Regions from separate parts of the Sus scrofa genome. Here region 1 is linked to region 2. Evidence: chromatin contacts called from public Hi-C data. All regions are on one chromosome and are shown on one strand. Each heading gives the region's core, a stretch centred on a gene start, on an enhancer-like site or on the middle of the called end of the contact. The rest is flanking DNA. Distances are from core to core; before and after follow the strand shown.

The links. A called contact is a pair of places that touch in the nucleus more often than the background predicts.
Region 1: a contact with region 2 is called in a Hi-C map of liver, with 5 times the contacts expected there. The contact joins the promoter of PTOV1 here to the promoter of RPL13A in region 2. A contact is called at or near these places in 1 of 5 promoter capture datasets (liver) and 1 of 47 Hi-C or Micro-C datasets (liver).

What each region holds. Positions count from the first base shown.
Region 1 is chr6:54,863,531-54,867,904 of Sscrofa11.1, reverse strand. PTOV1 (prostate tumor-overexpressed gene 1 protein) reads right to left here and starts at 2,313. Exons shown (of 12, transcript XM_003127351.5): 1 at 1,943-2,313. The coding sequence starts at 2,113.
Region 2 is chr6:54,563,500-54,567,875 of Sscrofa11.1, reverse strand. It overlaps RPL13A (ribosomal protein L13a), which reads right to left and starts at 3,083. Exons shown (of 8, transcript NM_001244069.1): 1 at 3,044-3,083; 2 at 1,466-1,538; 3 at 1,037-1,102; 4 at 754-855; 5 at 470-555; 6 at 227-286. The coding sequence starts at 3,058.

The DNA.
Region 1 (4,374 bases), core at 1,064-3,563, 300 kb before region 2:
AGCACACAGAACCATCCAGGGAAGTGGGGAGACGTTTGGAACAAAGAGCATAACAACACCTGGAGGGATCTTTCAAACAATGTTTTGAGAACACCCACAGGACACCTGACGAACGTTCTAGCAATGAAGCCACAGAAAGCCACACGTTCTATCACAGGGCACTCTCCAGTTAGCCTTTCTTAAACCAAAACCATCTATCTGAAAGCAAAAGCAGACCAGCAGGGCAGCAAGAAACCCAGAAAAACCTCAACAGTAAATAAACCTCCAGACAAAAAAAAAAAAAGTAGTGGTTGTTATTTTGTATCTTATCACTAATGGATATTTTCCAAATTTTCTGTGAAGTACATAGATGTTTTCTGTCCAAAGAGTAAAGACAGGCATGAAAAAAATGTATCTTTTAAGACCTTAAAGAATAAAAACAAAACAAAAAACCTAAGCAAGCATGCTCTCCCCCTGGGCAGGTGGTGCTGGGTGGGATTCCAGCAAGGTCTGAGATCAAGAAGAAAAGCAGAAGGTACTGGGGGAAAACCGGGGGGGGGGGGGGGGCGCGAGGTTCCCTGCTTAAGTGTCTGAGATGGAGGATGGCTGCTGCAGCGCTGGCTGTGAAGGCACCACTGCCAGGGCGCACAGCGTCTGAGAAAATGCACTCAAGGCACACGACTGCAAGAGCCTTTGGGGTCCAGGTGGACGCACTTAAGGACCCAGTCGGTGTGAGCTCCAGAGACACACGTATGGGAAACCCCGCTGACCACGTCTGAATCTGGGATATGAAGACCAGGGGTGCTAAGCTCAGGTCTCCCCTGGAAGAGCAGAAAGCGCATCAAGATGCAGGACCACGTTTAAGGATGAGACCTAAGTGCGATCCCACAGGAGAACTCACACCTAGGCAGGGGAGGGCACGATTTGGCTGTTTCTCCGACCTGGGATGTGTTGTTTACTGCACAGGAAGCCCATTTAGTACTTGGAGGGAGGATAGAAGCCTCAGGGTGCATGTTTAAGGACTCAGGAGGCGCTTCTGAACCAGTAGACACAAATGCTAAGAAAGGGGGAAGGCGGCGGAGGGAAGGATTACTTTTAAATTTAGACAGACGTTCAGAGTCCGGATGGCTACGTATAAAAGTCCATGACACATTTTTAAGGCTCATGCAGACCTGCCACAGCTCCCCGCCAAGCACAACGCCGGGGCAGAATGTTTTAAGACAGCTTGAGCGCCAGGATAGAACGCGCATCCCCGCGAGAGTGTCACGGTTCGGCAGTCCGTGAAGCATTGAGATGTGGCTTTACCGCTCCAGAAAACCTTATAGAGCTTTCTGAGAAGTGTATGCATGTTTCATGGCTGGCGAAGCATCTGTAACTTAGGGTACCTGCGAAGCTAGATGTCGAAGCCTGCAAAGCTAGACTTGCAGCGATCGGTAGGGGCATCCCACATCTGCGCGAGCGTGCAAATAAATCCTGGGCGCACACGCCACGGGCGCCGTGGAGGGGCGCGTGGGCCCGAGGAGAACGCCCCCGAGGGCAACACCTGGGCGCGCGCGAGTGCAAGACGCGAAGCCCCCACTCGCCGCCGTCCCCCAACCCCCTCCCCCATTTCCAGATTTCCTGCCGGGAGAGCGAACAACTTTCCCATTGGAAAAACAAGCGCGCACGCTGCCCGCCCCCCACCCCGCGTTTAAATCAGGCCGCGGAGTCAGCAGTAATCTGAGCGCTCCCCGCCCCCGTACCCCACCCCCGCCACCCCGGCCCGAAGGCGAAACAAAGGGGAGAGACCGGCGCGTACCACCTGAGGGGTTTCACGGGGGAAGCCGGCCCCAGGCGGGACCAGCCTTCGGGCCACCCGAAAGACCCCTAAGAGAAGTGGGTCGCGGACAAAGACGCCTGCCGGGGAGAGGGGCCTGCGGGGGCGGGGCCGTGGAAAGCTCTGGAAAAAGGGCGGGGGGCTCACCATGGGAGGGGCCGAGCGAGCCCGGATCCGCGGCGGCTGCGGACCCCGGGGACTGGCGGGCCAGGAGCGCGAGCGGGCGGCGCGCACCGTGAGGAGCGGCAGGGGTCGGCCGCGACCCCCGAGGGGGCCCCCAGCGCCGGAGCGGTGCGGGGCGCGGCGCGGACGGACCATGGCGGGCGTGGGCCGAGCGGGCTGGGGGCTGCCACGGGCCGCACGGGGGGCTGCGGGTTCCACCGACTGAGGGGCGAGGGCGCGCGGCTTCGGGGGAGACGGGCTGGGCTGTACCAAACGCGGAGGACGCGCCGCTGGAGAGGGGTTGCTGCGGCCAAACCACTGTGGTGAGCGGGGGAGCGCGGCGCCTACCAAGAGCGTCTGCGAGGGGGCGTGGCCGGCGTGTACCAAAATAGAGCTAGGGGAGCCCCGGGAAAAGGAGAGGGTGTGGGGGGCGGGGAATTCGACAATTGGAAGATACTATGGGCCGAAGGGGAGGGACCCAGAGGACGTGAAAGAAACAACTTCGGCGGGGGCGTGGCAGGAAAGACCATGCCGAAGCGTCACGGGGGGGGCGAGAGGAACGTAGAGGACGATACCAAGATCGGGATGGGGGGTGACATACCGGGAGACCGTACCCTGAGTCCCAGACCCTCGGAGCCGGGAGACTATATCAAGACACATCAGGAAAAGGGGGAGGAAGGAGTAACAGACCTGGGGGCAACGGAACCTACGTAGAAGTTTGGGGATACGGATCGTACCAGGCCTAAGGCGAGGACTTGAAGGCTGTGACGTGGCTAGGTGGGCCAGGGACCACAACTCCCAGCGATCCCCGCGCGGTATGGGCGGAGCCAGAGGTCCCTGGGAGACACTGCCAGTGATATCTGCGTGCCAACTGGCCCCCGCGCCTTAGGCTCCACACGCCTCCCTCCGCACCTCCTCCGGCTTCTTGCCACCCGCCTTTCAGGGCCATTCATTGATTCGCTCATTCACTCAAGAATTAAACGACTGTGTATTCACTTACTAGAAGTTGTGTAAGATTTCTTGTTTCAATTTCCCTGTTTCTTAAATGTGGGTAATAACTAACCATTCATTCATTGATTCTCTCATTCACTCAAGAATTTAACGACTGCGTATTCACTTACTAGAAGTTGTGTAAGATTTGTTTCAATTTCCCTGTTTCTTAAACGTGGGTAATAGTTAACCCCAAACGGTTATGAGGAACAAATGAATTAAGAAAATAGGGAGTTCCCGTCGTGGCGCAGTGGTTAACGAATCCGACTAGGAACCATGAGGTTGCGGGTTTGGTCCCTGCCCTTGCTCAGTGGGTTAAGAATCCGGCGTTGCCGTGAGCTGTGGTGTAGGTTGCAGACGCGGCTCGGATCCCGCGTTGCTGTGGCTCTGGCGTAGGCCGGTGGCTACAGCTCCAATTCAACCCCTAGCCTGGGAACCTCCATATGCCGCGGAAGCGGCCCAAGAAATAGCAACAACAACAACAAAAAAGACAAAAAGACAAAAAAAAAAAAAAAAAGAAAGAAAATATTAGGGGAGTTCCCCTTATGGCTCAGCGGTCAGCGAACCCGACTAGCATCCATGAGGAATGGGGGTTTGATCCCTGGCCTCGCTCGGGGGGTTAAGGATCCGGCGATGCCGTGAGCTGTGATCGCAGACGCGGCTCGGATCCTGAGTTGCTGTGGCTACAGCTTCGATGAGACCCCTAGCCTATAAACTTACATATTCCGCGGGTGCGGCCCTAAAAAGAGAGAAAAAAAAAAAAAAAAGACCAAAATAAAATAAAATATTAGGAAAGGTATTTGGTACAGTAATGACCTAAAATGGTAATTTTTCTTTTTCTCCTTTTAAAACCATTAGTAGCACCGTTTCCACTTCTATGCTGGGCAACGAGTATACTGTGATGACCAAAACAAACCAGGTCCATTGTAAAAAAGTAATCGCAGTTTGTGGTTAAGTGGTATAAAGAGAACAAACACACAGGAGAGTGGGGTGGTGACCATGAGAAGTCAGGAAAGTGACCATTAGGCAGCCTGCAATTCCACTTGGGCTGGAAGAGTGTGCTAAAATGAGGGGCACAAATCTTGAGAGTGGCAGAAGAGGGAGGCCAGCGTGGCTGGAGCAGAGTAAGGGTAGAGCAGCGCTGTGGAAGTGTGGAGAGTGGCCAGGTGCCTTGGGGTGGTATTTGGACTTTAGTCTCACCTTGCTTGGGAACCACCAAAAGGTTTTTGGCAAAGAAGTGGCACAGTCCCATTTACATTTTAAACAAATCATTCACAGAAGGCATAGCATCATGCATACAATGTCTCTACAACTCTACAGAAGAAGCTGCACCCAGAGTCACCTCTGAGGACAGAAGGCAGCAGCAGAAGTGGGGGAAAGGGGTCCCACGGGTGGAAAGCAGAGTCAGTTTATTCCTTTAGACGGTT
Region 2 (4,376 bases), core at 1,834-4,333:
AGGAGACCAGGATAACCAGGGAGGGATTGGGGAGAGGCCTCAGCTCAACCCCCCAGGGCTCCCCGCTCCTCCTGGCATCAGCTGAGCCATTGGCAGTATCGGCACCGTGGCATCCGCAGACCATCGTGAGAAAAAGCCATCATCTGCCAGTCTTAGGCCCTGGCGGGCACACCCCACACGACACCCAGGTGCCCAAGCTGTCACTCAGCAGGACCAGAGAACTCACCTTCCGCGTAGGCTTCAGACGCACCACCTTGAGGGCGGCAGGCACCACCATGCGCTTTTTCTGTTAGAGAAGGAGAGGGGCTTAAGGGACCTGGTGTGAGGGACAGACAGGGAGGAAGGCTGGCGAGGGCGGGCGTCTCAGCCAGTGCTGTTTTCATGAGGATCAAACAATGTAGGTAATCGCGGAACATCACGGACGCTGGAGCCACGGCTGCTGCTGCTGCGGGAGCTGGGCCTCGCTCACCTTGTCATAGGGTGGCGGGATCCCATCGAACACCTTGAGACGGTCCAGGGCGGCCTGCCCTCGCTTGGTCTTATGGGGCAGCATGCCTGGGGGCAGAGGACAGCGGGCCTGCTCAGCGGGCCGTGCGAGGACCCTGCCGCAGCGAGGTGGGCAGGCAGGCAGGTGGGTGGCCTCAGATGGTAGTGCATGTCCAAGTCATATCATGGCCAGAAGCTCGAACACAAGTGGGAAAGTCATCACTGGCCACCTGCCCTGTCACCCCCCCACCCTCAGGCCCAGCTCACCTCGCACCGTCCGCCAGAAGATGCGGCTGGGGGCTCGGAAGTGGTAGGGGCCTCGGGACGGGTTGGTATTCATGCGCTTGCGGAGGAAGGCCAGGTACTTCACTGTCAGAGAGGAGCATGTCTAAGTTGCAGTCGGACGCCGGACGCCAAGTCCCCCCAGGGCACAACCATTAGTACCGGGCCTGTTTGGATCAACTGCCAACGGGACTACTTTTGGAGCCAGTGAAGCCTGAGAAGCCCACAGCCCAACCCTCTCCAGCCCTCTTTGCAGGCCCTAACTTACGTTTGTTTCTGTAAAAATTGCCAGAAATGTTGATGCCCTCACAGCGCACAACCACCACCTTCCGGCCTAGAGTGAATGGAAAACCAGGCGTCAAGGAGGGGAAAGGTTAAGGACCCGCCTGTTACCCAGGACCCTGAAAGAAAGGAGACCCCTTCCTGCCTGAAACTGGCCACAGTGCACAGGGCAGGCGGGGAAGTCTCCTGCCCAGTCACAGAGCACTACTCGGCAGAACGTTCAATCTGTTGGACCCACAGAAAAATGTCTGAACGCAGAGCCCCCAACCCGGGAGGGGAGGCGGCTGGCAGGTCTCAGAGCGGTGCATGGGGTTGATCTCATGGTCGTGAGACTCAAACGAAAGATGGTGATTGTTGCTCATCACTGACCTTGGAGCTCAGATCCAGGGGAGCTGTGGACCAAGGGCAGACTTACCCAGAAGTACCTGCTTGGCCACAATGGCCGCCAGGCGGCCCAGGAGATGGCCTCGGCCATCGAGCACCAGCACCTGCTGGAGATAGGATGAGAGGGCTCAGAGGCGCCCACAGCCTGCCTTGACACCCCCACCTCCATCATTCCTTCCTACGTGTTCATTTCACCCGCTTCCCAGGGTGCCTGCTAAGCTGGCATGAGACCCAAGGTTCCCTTTACAGATGAGGCCAAGAAGGTCAACAACTAACTCAGGATCCTGGTGAGTGAGCTAAGATACCAAAGAGTTCCCCTCCAGCTTGCTCAATTGGCAGGAATTTCTGTACTCAGATTACGTTTGATGGTAAAAGAAACTACAATGCGAACCAACCGTGGCCACACTGAGCATCCAGGGAGAACGTGGGACCTGGATGCAAGCTGTAAAATCTTGACAGAATCCCATCCCGTCCCTATCTCAAAGGGTTGCTGCATGAATGTCAAAGCGAAGAAAACCAAGGTTCAGGGTGGGTGATGCGAGACAAAAAAACCCATGCTGGCCCTGTGTCTCCGAGTGTGAACTGGTCAACTGCTTAATCCATGGCTTGTCAAGAGTCAAAGTCCCCGTATCAGGTGCTTGCTATACAAGTTGGGATTGTTGAAAAGCAGCGTAAAAGGCTACCGACGCTAAAGCCAGATTCCCTGCCAATGTGACTTTGATCAATCAGAACCCTCCAATCTCCAATACCAGCCTCAGGAACACTGCGATAAATTAAACGAATTACACAAAACATAACGCAAGCTGTGCCAGACACCGTAAAAGCCGGGACGCATGTTCTGAGAACCCTATCATATGCCTGGCTCCAAACTTGGTTTTCCCTCCCTAACCATAGACCCATCACGTGCAGACCCCCTCCAGAACCATCCTCCTTTTATTATCCAAGAAGTCACACAAAGAAATCAGGCAGTCAGAGCACGGCTGCTGCTGCCTTCCTTGAGGGCCTCCAGGTGCTTAAGGGCAAAAGATGTGGAGAGCGGTAGAACATTCCATCCCAGTCCTCAGCACCAGCAGGACTCCATCAACCCCGAAGCAGAGGGACAAAAACCAGTTGGCTCCCGCATGCCCTGTAGGCAGTTTTCTCAATCCACTGCAAAAGATTTCCTGCCAAAATACCCACAGTTGGGGAAGAACCCAGGAGGCCGAAGGAACCCACGGCTCTGGCCGGGCCTAAGTACCCTCCATTTTGGCCAATCCTCTGCCGCCGCGGGGCGGCCTTCCGCGTGCTTCCCCAGCGCTGGGGACACAAGGGTCTACTTGGGCCAAGAACAAGGTAAACGAGACCTAGTTTTTAAGTATCCTTTCTTGTGCTGAAGGCCCTAACACGGCTCCTCAAGGGAAGAACGACGCCGCATCCTGGCCAGCCCAGAACGCAAAAGCCATCTTAAATAGCCGTTTTGGACTCCTCTTACCCTAATGGCTTTCTGTTTTGGTCAGTTATCGATCCTAAATTCCTTCCACAGCACACTTGCGGGGGAAAAGAGGTCCAACCTCGGCCCGACCTGCACGACCCCGACCCCACGCCGCCCCAGCCCGCGCGGAGCCGATACCTGCCCCTCCGCCATCTTCGGCAGCTGCCTGGGAAAGAAGGAACTCTTGGCGCAGGGTTTCTTATCCCTTGAAACAGGGGCGGAAGAAGTGACGCAACAAAGGCCGTTTCCCGTCTTTTCATTGGCCAGAGTGTCGAGCGCGTGCGCAGAAAGGCCCCACTGCAAGGCGGGTCTTCTTCTGGCTGACCAATCAGTGTCGTTCCCATCCGACCTGGGCGTCCACGGCTATACCGGGAGAGATCGCATTGGGGTAGGGGGCGGCCCTGCTGGGGCGGGGCCCTCCAGCCTCCGCCCCGGTATTTCTGAGGGGCTAGCAATCCTCGCGCGAGCTGCCCGCGGGGTTTGCAGAAAGCGGGGTGGGCCCAGGGCTGGAGGCGAGCGCCGGGAAGGCGGGAGGAGAGAGGCAGTTACTCCCTAGAGCAATGACTGGCTGCTGGGCGCGTGGTGGCAGCTCTCAGTCTAGGCTTAGAGATCTGGATTCCGGTGCCTGTTTGGCTTCCTTGCGACCTGGCCAAATCCCTGGCCGTATCTGGGCCTCAGCGTCCCCATGTGTCAAGCAGATGGAGCTAATCTTCCCGATGAGGTCTCATGTTTGAAGGCATGACTTCTGGATGCCTGAGTGCCCCACAATGAGCTTCGGACTCTCTGGACAAAGCTTTTGCTTTGGCTGTGCCACTCGGCTGGGATGGCCTCCCCTCCACCCCACCTTCTAAGATGCGGCCTGAGTTCTTTGCTCCAGAGAGCCTCCATGATAGCTCAGGCTGGCTCAGGTCCCTTCTCTGGGCTCCCACAGTTGCCTATACCGCTTCCATTAGAGCGTGTGTAATCCTGTACTCAGGGCCCTCTGTGTCCCTGTCCTCTCCAGGGACCAGGAACCCTGAGAGGGCTGGTCCCAACCTCTGGGCCCCCAGGAACCTCAGAAAGTAGGTCCTGAATGAAACGTTGCCTTAACTGCAAAACCAACACCCAAACCCAAACTGCGCCATCCACACCCTGTCCCCTCACAGACAGGCCAGGCTAGAGCTGGCAGAAAAGAATGATTTATATACAGTTTCCTGGGGCTAAGGGCTTTGTACAGAGGGGGGAAGGTGGGGCCGGGGTCGGGTGCTGGCGTTGCCTCCATCCTGGGGAGACAGTAACAGGGGCAGCGTGGCCAAGGAAGGGACCAGTCTCTAACTGATTTCCTCCAAGTTCCGCTCTGTGTCCTCTGGCAGGTGACTCCTCTCTCTGGGCCTCGGCGTCTTCCTCTGTAAAACGGGATGGTAGATGACTCGTGGGCTGTCTGAGGCTCCACGGTCAGAGGAGAAGAAGGCCCATGCTCAGGGCTCAGCAC